Regions from separate parts of the Gossypium hirsutum genome. Here region 2 is linked to region 1. Evidence: chromatin contacts called from public Hi-C data. All regions are on one chromosome and are shown on one strand. The core of a region is the stretch at or near the end of the contact, and the rest is flanking DNA. Distances in the headings are between cores, read along the strand shown.

What was found. A called contact is a pair of places that touch in the nucleus more often than the background predicts.
Region 2: a Hi-C map of leaf shows a contact between it and region 1, with 1.9 times the contacts expected there. The contact joins the promoter of LOC107952155 here to the promoter of LOC107952149 in region 1. A contact is called at or near these places in 4 of 34 Hi-C or Micro-C datasets (callus and leaf).

What each region holds. Positions count from the first base shown.
Region 1 is chrA04:5,257,840-5,264,520 of Gossypium_hirsutum_v2.1, reverse strand. It overlaps LOC107952149 (probable 2-oxoglutarate-dependent dioxygenase AOP1), which reads left to right and starts at 3,444. Exons shown (of 3, transcript XM_016887430.2): 1 at 3,444-4,713; 2 at 5,510-5,831; 3 at 5,910-6,258. The coding sequence starts at 4,346. The coding sequence ends at 6,176. LOC121227882 (a long non-coding RNA gene) reads left to right here and starts at 415. Exons shown (of 2, transcript XR_005925398.1): 1 at 415-616; 2 at 980-1,610. It overlaps LOC107952151 (a long non-coding RNA gene), which reads right to left and starts at 1,010. Exons shown (of 2, transcript XR_001698796.2): 1 at 729-1,010; 2 at 1-421.
Region 2 is chrA04:5,399,744-5,406,424 of Gossypium_hirsutum_v2.1, reverse strand. LOC107952155 (probable disease resistance protein At1g61300) reads left to right here and starts at 2,877. Exons shown (of 3, transcript XR_005925405.1): 1 at 2,877-3,070; 2 at 3,648-6,641.

The sequences.
Region 1 (6,681 bases), core at 2,195-4,694:
AATTCATCATAGGGTTCATCTCCCATAGGTGTAATAGGCCCATTTCGCCCGGGCCTGTTAGAAAACCAAAAAAACCAAAAAATTAAAAAAAAACAAACAAAAAAATAAACCAAAATAAAAACAATAAAAGTCCATTAGTCCAAAACAGTCCATGACTGAATAAACTTATCCCCATAACCTATTAAATTAAACCCAAATCTATTAATACAAACCTAACCCATTTACAAAATTTCGGGCCCAAACCCGAGACCCAAAATGACCAGAAAAAGGCCCAATAATTAAAAAACACTAGAAAACCTAGAGGTTTTTGGAAAACACCAGCAGCTAGCCATCTCCCCTCACACCGCAACTAGCAGTCGGTCTCCAGCACCACACGTGCGCCACTAGTTCCTCGCGCGCGTCTCCGTTCGTACGGCTATTCCTGTAACGGAACACACGAGAAGAAGGAGCTAACAGAATTTACAGCAAATGACAGCAGGAAAATGTAATTTTATTTTTTATTTACTCTGTAAATTTGGCTATAAAAAGCCATCGAATGTACCTACAGAGGGACGCTCACTGAATACACAATACGCATACAGAATCTAAAATTTTCAAAAAAAAGGATTTCCAAAAGGTGATCTTCTTTAGCTTTTTTAATTGTTCCCTTCTTTTTATTTATTTTTCCAGCAGTTATCTTCATCATATTTGCATGTGGAAACACAAAAGAAAAAAGAGTTAGATTATACCTTTCGAAGCGGTTTTAGCCTCTGTTCACTTCGTTGAGAATAAAGTTGAAAGAGGAAGTTAAAAGTATTATTCATCAAGCCTCAAGATGGCACCAGTGAGGTCCCTAATATCTCTAAAACACCGAGATAAGGGCGAGGGTCTGAGGCTGTTGAATGTTTCGATTTTCAACATTTTCTTTTTTCTCTTGAACAAATAATTTGAGATTTAATTTTTTTTTATAAAAATAAAATAAAATAATTTGGCTTAGCAGATTTTCCCCGAGTGGAGCCTTCGATGGTAAGATCTGGATGTTGTTCATGCGTCATCAGCTACCAAATAAAATGGTGGTTCAATGGCTGCAAATATGAACTCTACATTTTGATTTTGGGGGCTGCATATTAGGTTGAAGGAACGGCTGCATTTAGGGAAGGAAAAAGGGTAAAAAAAAAGGGTTCTAAATAACCTATTGAAGAAACGGTGTCGTCTGCCAGCAAAGGGGGTCCGCGCATTGACCCGAAATATGAACCGGATACGCGCCATTTTGTATGCAAGGGAAATTTGCGCGTTCAATCCTTTGCATTTGCATGCTTTGCTTTGCTTTGCTCTTCAAATTGGCTTACTGTTTTGATTGCATTCTCATTTAAATTCATGACGCAGTGAGGTGACTTAGACTTGGGAAGATTTGCAATATTAATCCCTGTATATTTAGGCGTGTTATGCATTGATTTATTTTATGATCATTGTATTTACAAATTATCCATTTCATCTTGATGCATTTTTAATTGAGTCTTATATTTGTATAATCAGTTGAGTTAGAATACATTTAATATGTGTATGCTTTAATTTATGTTAATAACTCTGTATGTTACATTTGTATAATTATTTTTAGAATATTCTTTTGACATTGTGTATCCTATTTCTTTAAATATTTTTTATGTATTGGTATGTTAATCATTGGTTTAAGTTTTCTATAATAACTATTATTTTGCATGTTGTAATATTTTTTTGTATTATATATTTTTAATAAGTGTTGTTAATATATTTATATACATGAATTATATATTTCTTAATTTATGTTTAATTCGCAAGTCTTTATGTACATATGATACTGTTTTGAAAAATACACCTTTGTATTCATAAAATTATTATTTTAAAAACGTGACTCCATATTATGTTATCCAAGTATGTTATTTAATTTCTCTTTTAAGTAGTTTTAAATAAAATGGTATGTATGATAATATAATTTCACATATATTTATTTTTAAACAAAAGTTTTAAATAAAAAAATCTATCATATGAGTAGTACCTTGCCATGAATTATAATTTTTTCATATTTAGTATATTATTTAAATTATTATTAAACATATGTTTTGTACTTATATTTAATTTGCATCTATTATTAAAACTTTGATATTCTTATGCATATAGATTTTAGTAAATTTATGATTAACTGTATTTTTTTATTTATGTATATAATTTATAATAAAATTAAGTTAATTTTATAATTTATATTTTAATCAAAGGATATTCTGACATATAACTATTTTTAACAATATTTCACATGTATACAACCTATATTAAATTATTTTTCACTATGATATACGGTATAATTTTCAAATAATTTTATGTAAATATTTTCCTATGAATATATATTCTCTTTTAAAATTGTTTATACGTATAATACTTTTTAAGAACCCTTTTAAAATTTTATAATTTATTGTATTCTATATTGTCTTTATGTTTTTATATATATATATTTGGTTACTCATATAACATTACTTTATTTTTTATATACATTATTAATTTTGATTTTTTTAAAATAATTGTACCCAATGTTAATAAAGATTTCATAAATTGATTTTGTATATTATTTTATATCATATATTGTTATACCTTCATACATAATATATTATTTAAATTATCTTGTGAATTATAAATTTTTGAATAAATTTGTGTTTTAAATATTTTATACATAATTTGATTTGAACTTTATAATAACTATTTCAATAAATATATATCCCAAGTTTTATGTAAATGTGTCAACTTATATATGCTATATAATTCTTCATTTTTTTATGCACATTTTGTACATCATTTTATTTTGTGTTATAATTATGTATGATACTTTATATTAATTATTCATTTTCCATGCTTAAAAGTTTTGTTTTTTTTTACAATGATTATTAAATAAGGTTATTTGTATTTTGAGTATATTGTTTCATATGTTTTTTTACAATGTATTAAATATTTCATCAATTTTAAAATGAGTAAACATGTTTTTAAACGAATTTCTAAATTTTTGTTATTCAAGGTTTCGAAATAAGGCAATATCTAGTGTTTGGGGAATTTGGAAGAGTTGTGCTCAATCGTACTGGGTATGACTTTCCCGAAGAACCAAATATTTAGATAACCTCTTTTATAATTTTTCAAAAGTCGAAAATTGATCACTTCTTAAAGGTATAAGGGATCATATCCAATCGTACTGGGTATGAAACCGTATATCTTTGGAACGAGAGATTTACGATCACCAACTTGAACTATTTAAACATTTTTATATATTTCAAAAAATCTTTTCTTTTAAATCTTTAAGGACAACATCAAATCAATTTGGTACCAGTTTTTGGGCGTAATGAGGGTGCTAACCCTTCCTCATACGTAACCGACTCCTGAACCCATTTTTTTTACCTAAACCAAATTTACTTTGTTTTTTTCATTAAATAAAGCATTTTAATAGGCGATCCAATCACACCTAAATCAAAAGATTGGTGGCGACTCCACACTCGGTTTTTAAAGTCGATCCCCATTATTTTCAAAATAAAATAGGGTTTCGACAATAGGTATTTAGAAAAATTAGTTCATACTTGCAAATAAAAACATTCAATATATAGTATAAGAAATAAAGAAATTCATGATTGAAATCAACTGAGAATCTTCAATCTTGATGAAATTTTGCTTCAGAATCACTTCAATGGTGTTTTTCGAGTTGTTTTCTTGAGTATTCTATGACGACTCTCTCATCTCTTCTTATTTTTGTCATATATACGTCTTAAAATGCCCCAAAAATCTAAAAATCACATTTTCTCACAATTTAGAGTGCTAATTCACGAAATCGACACGGTCTACCACATGGTCGTATGGCACGGCCATATGGTCAGGCCGTGTTGAAGGAGTCAGCCCGTGTGGCTCCTGTACCTTACTCCGATATTTTGATTTTCGCTCGTTTTGCTCCCAAATGTTCTTTTAAGTATAAAAATATGAATTTAAAAGATTAAGAGCATAAGATTCATCATTAACATAGAAAAATCACCTAAAATTGCGTTAATAATGAAATTAAAATATGTTACTTTTAGCACTTATCAATGACTGTAATTTCTGACCGCATATGGCCGGTTTCTACTAACAGACAAATAACAAGAAACAAGAAAGAAAAAAAAACAATCCAATTTGGAATGTTAATATCGCTATTCAATATATAGATTATTTGTATCATAGCAATTTGTTTTTTTTTTTCACAAAAAATATACCCATTATTTTTTACCTTTGATTTACAAGGAGGGACTTTCAATGCAATTACAAATCTCATAGATTGTATATAAAAGGTACCATTCAAGCATTATTGTTTGATATAAACATAGAGATGAGCTCAACAACTCCGGCTATGGTTCCAGTTATAGATTTCTCAAACCAAAACCTGAAACCGGGCAGCCCCGAATGGGATCTAGTGAAATCCCAAGTTCGAGAAGCATCGGGGGAGTACGTTTGTTTCGAGGCATTGTTTGATCCAATTCTGGAGCTTCGAAAGGCAGTGTTTGGGGCTTTGCAAGAGACCTTTGACTTGCCTTTACAAACAAAAAAACTGTGTGTTTCCGACAAGCCCTTTCGTGGCTATTCGAATCCTCGATCTGGAGTGTTTCAAAGCTTGGCGATGGATGATGCTTGTATTGCTGAAAACATTGAACGATGCGTCACCAACACTTTATGGCCTCAAGGAAACATAAGTTTCAGGTACGGTAACTAGTATTATGGAAGCCTTTACATTAGGAGTTAGATTATGTCCTGTTTCTTCTACTATAAAATATATTTGAATGTCACATCAAAGAGCAAATTGATTTTTTTGTTAAAATTTTTATCCATTTCTATTATTAAAAACTGGTCCCTTACGTCAGCATGAGATACACGTGGATTATTTGGTTATTCCATTAGCTACACTAATTTTTAATAGTAGAAATGAAATAAATTTTCATTAAAAAAAGACCAGTTTGCTATTTGATTTAATACAGGGACTAATTTGTTCATTTTTTTAAAGTAAAAGATCAAAATGCAATTTAACTCATCATACAACTTTTAGCAAAACTATTAGACTTCTTTGGTTTTTGTTGAGGGGGAATCGACCTCTTTATTTGGAAAAATCTTTGAAGTATCGTTCTCTGAGACGTAGACTCAAACCTTGAATAGTAGAGGTATTGTTCCCGTGGTGTGTATACTTAGTTTTAGTCCTCGGGTTCCAAGTGTTAGTGTTTTTACTCATTAAGAGTACCCTTTAAGGGCATGCGCTCGAACCCACCAAGCCAAAATGATAAAAACAGTTGGTGGACTAGGCACTCTTACCTAAACTTTGTGAACCACTTTGGCTTTCCTCGAAGTAGAGAGACAAAAATCTGAAGTTAAAATGAAGCATAGACACTCGGAGAATAATAACTCTATTATTCATGGTTTAGATTGGTTTACTAGAGGACAACACTACAAAGACTTCTCCCAATAAAGGAGCAATTTTATTAATTATTTGCTTTGTATTTGGCAGTAAAACTCTGGCATCTTTCACTCAACTAGCATCAGAGTTAGAGAAGACTATTTTGAAGATGATTTTGGAGAGTTTTGGAATTGAGAAATACAAAGATGAGCTCATTGACTCCACAAACTATCAACTGAGGGTCATGAAATATGAAAAGCCAAAAACCAATGATTCAACCCATGCATTAGCTGCGCACTGTGACTCTAATACGATGACCCTTTTATATCAAAACGAGGTTAATGGACTACAGATTCAAAGCAAAGATGGTGAATGGATCAATATGAAGCCTTCACCCAACTCTTTCATAGTCTTGATTGGAGAAACCCTTAGCGTAAGTTCCACTTATTTTTTACATCACAGAGTGTTTAAATAGCTTGACTTAAAACATAAAATTTTTATATTGTTGCAGGTATGGTTAAATGGTCGATTGCCTTCGCCTTCTCATCGTGTCATGATGAAGGGTAACGAAGATAGGTATAGCTTGGGACTATTTACAAGACCAAGAGGAGGCTACGTAATAAAGGTTCCCAATGAGCTTGTTGATGACAACAATCCCGTTCTTTTCAAACCTCATGACCATGAAGAATTTTTGAAATTTTATCACTCCGAAATCACTCAAGCAGCTGTTCAACCTGGGGGTTATATATCTCGTCTTAAAGCTTATTGTAGTGTCTAAGATTTGGCCATCCATAATTATTATATTATAGCCAATTGTTTGGGGTCTTTCTATATATATGGCTAAAAGTAATTTTCTTTTATAAGAATTGAATTAATATGATTTTAATTTGTGTCAAATAAGTGTAGTATAAAAATAATTGTTATGCAATAAAATTTTATGGTATGTATTTAACTGCAATGGAATGCTTAAATTGCTACAATTTATATATTGGATTTTTTTCTTTTATTATTATTATATATTAAGGAGTAACACATAAATAAATAAATTTAATTAAAATATGAGATGACACCAAAAATAAAACATACATGACATGCAAAACTATATTAAGATATTAAAATTTATATAGAAAAATTTCTAAATTAAATTATTGTGAAAAATTACACAAAATACGAATCAATATGAAAATTGAGGTTGTATTTGATAACTCATTGAAAAATTAAATCAACTGAAAAGTAATATTATCAATGATATGATTTTTAAGCACCTTTAATAATCCAATATA
Region 2 (6,681 bases), core at 1,628-4,127, 140 kb before region 1:
ATATGTATGTATTGAGGACTAAATGTGTTATTATATCAGTTAGAAAAACATTTTCTATTATCAATTTAATAGTGAGTGACTAAAATAGAAATAAATTCAAACATTAATACTTAAATTGAACTTTTTAAATTTGAATTTTAGGTCTCCAACATAAATGTACTAGGGACTACTAGAAGAAATCATTTCTAACCGCAAGAAATATCTACATATGGGGCCAATATTAGGGATGGCAGCAGGTTGAATATCTGCAAATTCTGAATTATACGAATTTGAATTCGTAAATCTACTTAAAAAATTAAATTCGTAAATTATTCGACTTTTAATATCTAAATTCAAATTCAAATTAAATATCATTATTCGTCGAATATTTGAATCTGAATTTATTATTTGGATAATAGATTTAGATATCTAACTTCACATTGGTTATAAAAATATATAAAATTGTGCTTCTTGCAAGATTTGATCACGTGATCCTTGACAATTAATACTATGCTTTAACCATCAAAATTAATCCTCAATTTTAATTAAAATTTCAATAACCTAATAAATAATGTATGGGTATCAATAAAATGATTTCTAAAATAAAATAAAACAACTAATAATAAAATTAAATATAATAATTAATAAAAAAATTAAATATGTTTATAAGAATTATCAAAAAAATATATCTCATTTAGTATATTATTCTCTTAAATCTCATGTTTCTCTCAAATCTTATTCTTTTATATTCGTAAACCTAATTAAACAATAAGATAGAGTCATTAGAATTTCTAGACTTGCGATTATCCCATTTATTATTTGATCAATTAAATTAGTTAAATTTTTTAAACAAAGAAAAACTAACTAATATTTATATAATTAAAATAAATATTATTATAGAATTTTATTTTGTAATAGTACATATTATATTATATAAAATAGTATAGATACATGTTTAAGGACGTATAACATATTAATTGTTATATAATTAAATTATGAATGTAAAATAATTATTATAACGTGATGATATTACAACGTACATTCTTCTATTAGCGATATGCAATATAAACCTTAAATATGTAACTAATTGTATATAGGTTAGGCTACTCTGTTACATCAACTAGACTCACTCCTATAGAAAATATTTTTTTTTACCGACCAATCCTAATTTCAAATAAATCACTCTTTCTCATTTGTTTCTCTTTCCTTACCTTTTTTTATTAATAAAGAGGATCCTCGATAAAGCTCTTTTGTAAATCCGATAAAATTTGACATATGGCGATGTTATTTTCCCTCAACATGCCAAATGGAATTTGATATGTAACTTTATATACAAGTATATTAAATATACATAACTAATATACCTTGATTGTATGATACTAATTGTATATATTATAGTATATCATAAAATTAGTTATATGCTTAACATTTAGGTCGCATATCACTAATACAAGAATGCACGTTGTAATATCATAATGTTATAATAATTATTATACATTCACAATTTAATTATATAACAATTAATATATTATATGTCCTTAAAAGTGTATGTATATTATTTTTATAATATAATATATACTAAAGATAATCATGTCGTCACATTACAAAATAAATTCATATTATAAAATTTATTTTAATTATATAAATATTAGTTAATTTTTTATTTTAAATAATTTAACTAATTGAATTTATCAAATGATAAAAGGGATAATCAAAAATTTAGAAATTCAGATGATTTCATCTCATTATTCAGTTTGGTTTACAGAATATAAAAGAATAAAATTTAAGATAAACTACATAAAATTTAAGATTATGACAGTGATGCACTGGGTGGTAATCAAAACAGTATATGTAGAGTAGCTAGAACTACGAGACCCCATCAGGAGGGCGAGGGGTATGAACTTTTGCACATTATAGTGGATGTCCTTTGGAGGGTTGCCGATGTTGCGCCTTAATTCGCTTTGTCAACTAGAGCTCAAAATGCTCTGATTAAGGAATTGAGGAAATACAGTGCCACCGAATTCAAAGGTGTGAAAGGCATTGACCAAAATTTAGAAACCTCCCTATAATTGGTCCAAAATTTTTTCCCTTAAACTTTAGTTAAAAGTCAACAAAAAATATTACATATCAATTACTCAATAAGCTAATGTCTCATGTCCACAATCTGTTAAAAGTAAATGAAAATTTTAATTTTAAATAAATAAAATATAACAGACCCTATTTTAGAGTGACCATGTGTAAAATTTACCCTTTTTTTATCTTCATTCGAACATATTAAAATGATGTTATCCGGCATCTAATTAAATCTTGCACTAATAATCTTACATTCGAATTGAATTTCATGAGAGAACACCTAACATATCTTGGTAAATATTAAATAGAGACACCAATTGTTCTCAAACGTTTTTAATAGGTCAAATTATGTTGTTAGTCTCTGTATTTTGATAAAATTTAAATTTTAATTTATATACTTAAAAAGTTAAAAATTAAATTCTCTTACTTTTTTTCATTTAAAAACTCATTCATACCATTAACATTGCCAGTAATTCTCGTTAAAATCTATCAATTTAGCATGTTGATTAGATAATCTTCATATGACGTTGCATATAATTTATAGAAAATAAATATGTTAAGTTGACAAATTTTGATGGAAATTAGCAACAAAAATAATAATTGAACCTATAAATTTTAAATTGAAAAAGTAAGAGATTGAATTTTTTAACTTTTAAAATACATAGACTAAATCTCAAAATCTAGACAAGTACAAGGACTAGTAGCATATTTTAACCTTTTTAATATATTTTAAATGCTTAAACGTTATGTTTAGACTATATGTTGACCAAAATTATATTGCCGTGTGTGATCAGTATAAAGCAATAAAGTAGCCGGTTGATTCTGTCCTTTGAGGAGGAACCTACCATGAAAGTGGCAGCCATGACCGTAAAACTTGACTCATAATTTTGCTTGTTTTTCTTTTCACTTTCGTCTTCGTCTTACTGTTGTTTTTATTAGTGTTCCCAAAACTCTGTTATCATTTCTTCCTTGTTTCAATCTCAAAGGTCGTGCAGAAGTTGTCAGCGAGCCAGTGAAGGTACAATTGTTGTTTGTAAGTTTGCTTGCTTAATTCATGATATGCTTTTCTTTGCTTTTATCTTGGTCTGGGTTATATAGTTTTCTTTCCCACTTTCACTAAGATTATTAATTTTGGGCCACATAATATGAAATACGAACAACTGTGATAAAATCAGTTGATTTAAATCTGGAGTTAAATCTGAATGAATCAAAACTTCATGAAAATCCAATACATCTCACATATTTGATTATTTCAGAACCTCTCTTGGTTCTGGTTAAGCCTACAATTCCATCTATGTATGTTTGTATGTACGTACGTACGTTATCTGCTACTGCTATAGCAGCTTTGTGTGATTGGTTCACTACTTTATTTTCAGTTCTAATTTGTCAAGCCACAAGTCCGGTGATTTCTACTTTCCATTCTTTGATTGCAGGGCTGTGTTTGTTTTCCTTGGTTGTTTTTATTTTTCCGTCCATGCATCTATTTACATGATTTTTTTCCCAACTTTTTCTCAAAGTTCTTTTGAAACTGATGATTGTTAAGTTGAAAGAATGATAATACATGAAAGAATGACAATATACATATATGATTGTAGGGACATTCTATGGAGTGCATACAACCTGCAGCTAGTATTGCAAATTGTCTCGGAACTCCAGTTTGTAAATACTTGCAATATCACAGAAAGCTGAATGATTATGTGAGAAACTTTAAGAGAATCAGAGATGAATTGAGTAGCAAAATGGAAGATATAGAGCTGCAATTGAAAGCAGAGCTTCTTCATTGTGTGGGGAAGATACCAAAGAAGGAAGTAGAAAATTGGATAGGAAAAGTGAAAGTGATGATTATGGAAGCACAAGATGTTGAAAATAAAGTAAGTAATGGGAGATATCTCTGCCGTGCTTGCAATGGAAAGCTGGTTGATAGAAAGATTCAAGAAATGCAGACATTTCTTGATAAAGCTCCTAATGTCTCCGACAGTCTTGTCATTGATGGTCCAAATGTTGGGTTGCCACTGCCAACATCAGAGCTAGTTGGTGAGAAAGCCGTGAGAAATGAAATTTGGCAATGTTTGATGCAAGAGGAGGTGGGTAAGATTGGGGTTTGGGGGATGGGCGGTGTTGGTAAAACGACCATCATGAAGCACATCCATAATGATCTTTTGAAAGAACATAGTTTTGAAAGGGTAATTTGGGTTACTATATCAAAAGACTTCAGTGTGATGAAGTTACAAGATGATATCGCAAGCGCATTGAAGTTGAAGGGAGATTGGGGCAATGAAAGAGATAAGGTTAGTCGAGCAGCAATCTTGTTGGAATTGTTGAAGAAAGTGGGAAAGCATGTTCTAATCTTAGATGATGTGTGGGACAAAGTCTCTTTGGAGGAAGTTGGGATCCCTGAGCCGAGTAGCAGCAGTGGATGCAAATTGGTGTTAACAACCCGTTCGGAGCAAGTTTGTAAGTATATGGGTTGTAAAGTGATACTAGTGAAGCCCCTTTCAGAAGAAGAGGCATTGATACTATTCTTGAATAAAGTTGGACCTACCATAGTGCAAAGTCCAACTTTAATGCCAACTTTGAGGCTTGCCGTCAAGGAATGTGCGGGTCTACCTCTTACAGTTGTTGTGCTAGCTGGTACCATGAAAGGAGAAGATGACCCTTGTATTTGGAAAAATGCACTCAAGGAACTGAAAGAGCGAGTGGGGATGGTGGAAGGAGTAGAAGCTGAAGTGATCGAGCGTTTGAAATTTAGTTTTGATCACTTAAAAGACGAGAAATTGAAACATTGCTTCTTGTATTGTGCATTATATCCGGAAAATTTTCCAATTTGGGAAGATGAGCTAATCGAGTGTTGGATCGATGAGCGATTCATAGATAAAATGAACACAAGGCAAGAAATGAACGATGAGGGCCATGCTATTTTGAAAAAGTTGGAAGATAATTGCTTGTTGGAAAATGGTACCAATCAATATGATCAGCCTTGCAAGAAGATGCATGATGCAGTGAGAGACATGGCATTATCCATCACAAGTATAAATCCTCGATATATGATACAAGCAGGGCTGCAATTAGAAAAGCTACCAAAAGAGGAGGACTGGATAAGAGATATTGAGAAAGTGTCACTTAGGAATAACTCCATATCAGAGATTCCCATAGACATGTCGCCTCCAAAATGCCAACTGCTTACAACTTTGTTACTAGGGCGGAATCCTATAAAGAAGATCCCAAATTCTTTCTTTATGAACATGCCTTTTCTAAGTGTTCTTGATTTGTCCTTTACGAACATCGAATGTTTGCCAGATTCCATCTCTGACTTAAAGAATCTCACCGCATTGCTGCTTGAAGGTTGTGAAGAGTTAAGAGCTTTGCCTTGTCTTTCAAAGCTTCAAAGATTGAAGAAGCTGGATCTTAATTACACCAGCATTGAAAAAGTCCCTGAAGGCATGGATATGTTGATCAATCTAAGGTATCTTAGCCTTTTTGTTTACACTCTGAAAGTGATACCCACCAGAGTTTTGCCAAAACTCTCTCACCTTCAGCACTTGAAAGTTTATATGCATGATGAAACAAAGGGCCTTAAGGCGGATGAGGTAGTGCCATTGCAAAAATTGGAATGCTTTTATGGACGTTTCGAGAACAGGCATGAACTGAATAAGTTTGTCTCCTCAATGCAGCAATGCAAGAAAAATCTCATCAAGTACCAGTCATATGTAGGCTTATTTTCTCTTGTTGGTTCAGAAGAGAGAGTTGTATCAATCAATGACCTTGAAATTGGTGGCGGTGAGTTAATGTTCCCAGTTGATATGCAAGAACTCAGCATTTCATATTGCCAATATTTGAGACACGTAAGCCATATTTCTTCCTTAAAAAATGTGGTTGACTTGAGGGTATGCAAAATTGGGCACTGTGAAGGAATAGAATGTGTTGTTTCCTTCTCCTCCTTTTCCTCTTCTACTCATCAATTCCAGAGCCTCCAGTGCTTGTTTCTTGTTGATCTGCCAAAGTTGAGTGAAGTTATAAAAGTTGAAGGATATGGTTCAGCAACAACATCAATATTAGCTTCGTCTGCTACCTTTTCCAATCTTAAAGATATTCATATATTGGACTGCCCAAGTATTATGACGTTGCTTCCACATTGGTTGCTTCCCAACCTCCAAAACCTTGAAGAAATAAGTGTGAGGGATTGTGAGAAGCTGGTAGAAATATTTGCAGCAGAAGATGAAGAAAAGGGAAGTGATGCACTAATCAAATTTGACCTTCCCAAACTAAAATTTTTGAACCTAGAGTCATTACCAGAATTGAAAGAGCATTTGTAGTAAAAGTGGAGTGATGGTTTGTGATTCTCTCCAACTTATCGATGTTGATAAATGTGATAAACTGAAGAGAATTCCTCCCTTTGTTTCCTTTGTTGGCAATGGGCAGTCTTATGCACATGCTCCACCTTCTCTTAAGATCAATTCAAGCAGACAATGGTGGGAATCTTTGGAGTGGGATGATCCAAACTTTAAAAATGTTCTTCAACCCCTTTGGCAAGACAAACAGTTTTTAATGGGGAGAGCTTTACATAAAATTAAAGAACTGCTCAACATGAAGTAAGCCTCATCCTTTCATCATTTTCCTTTTTTATACTTT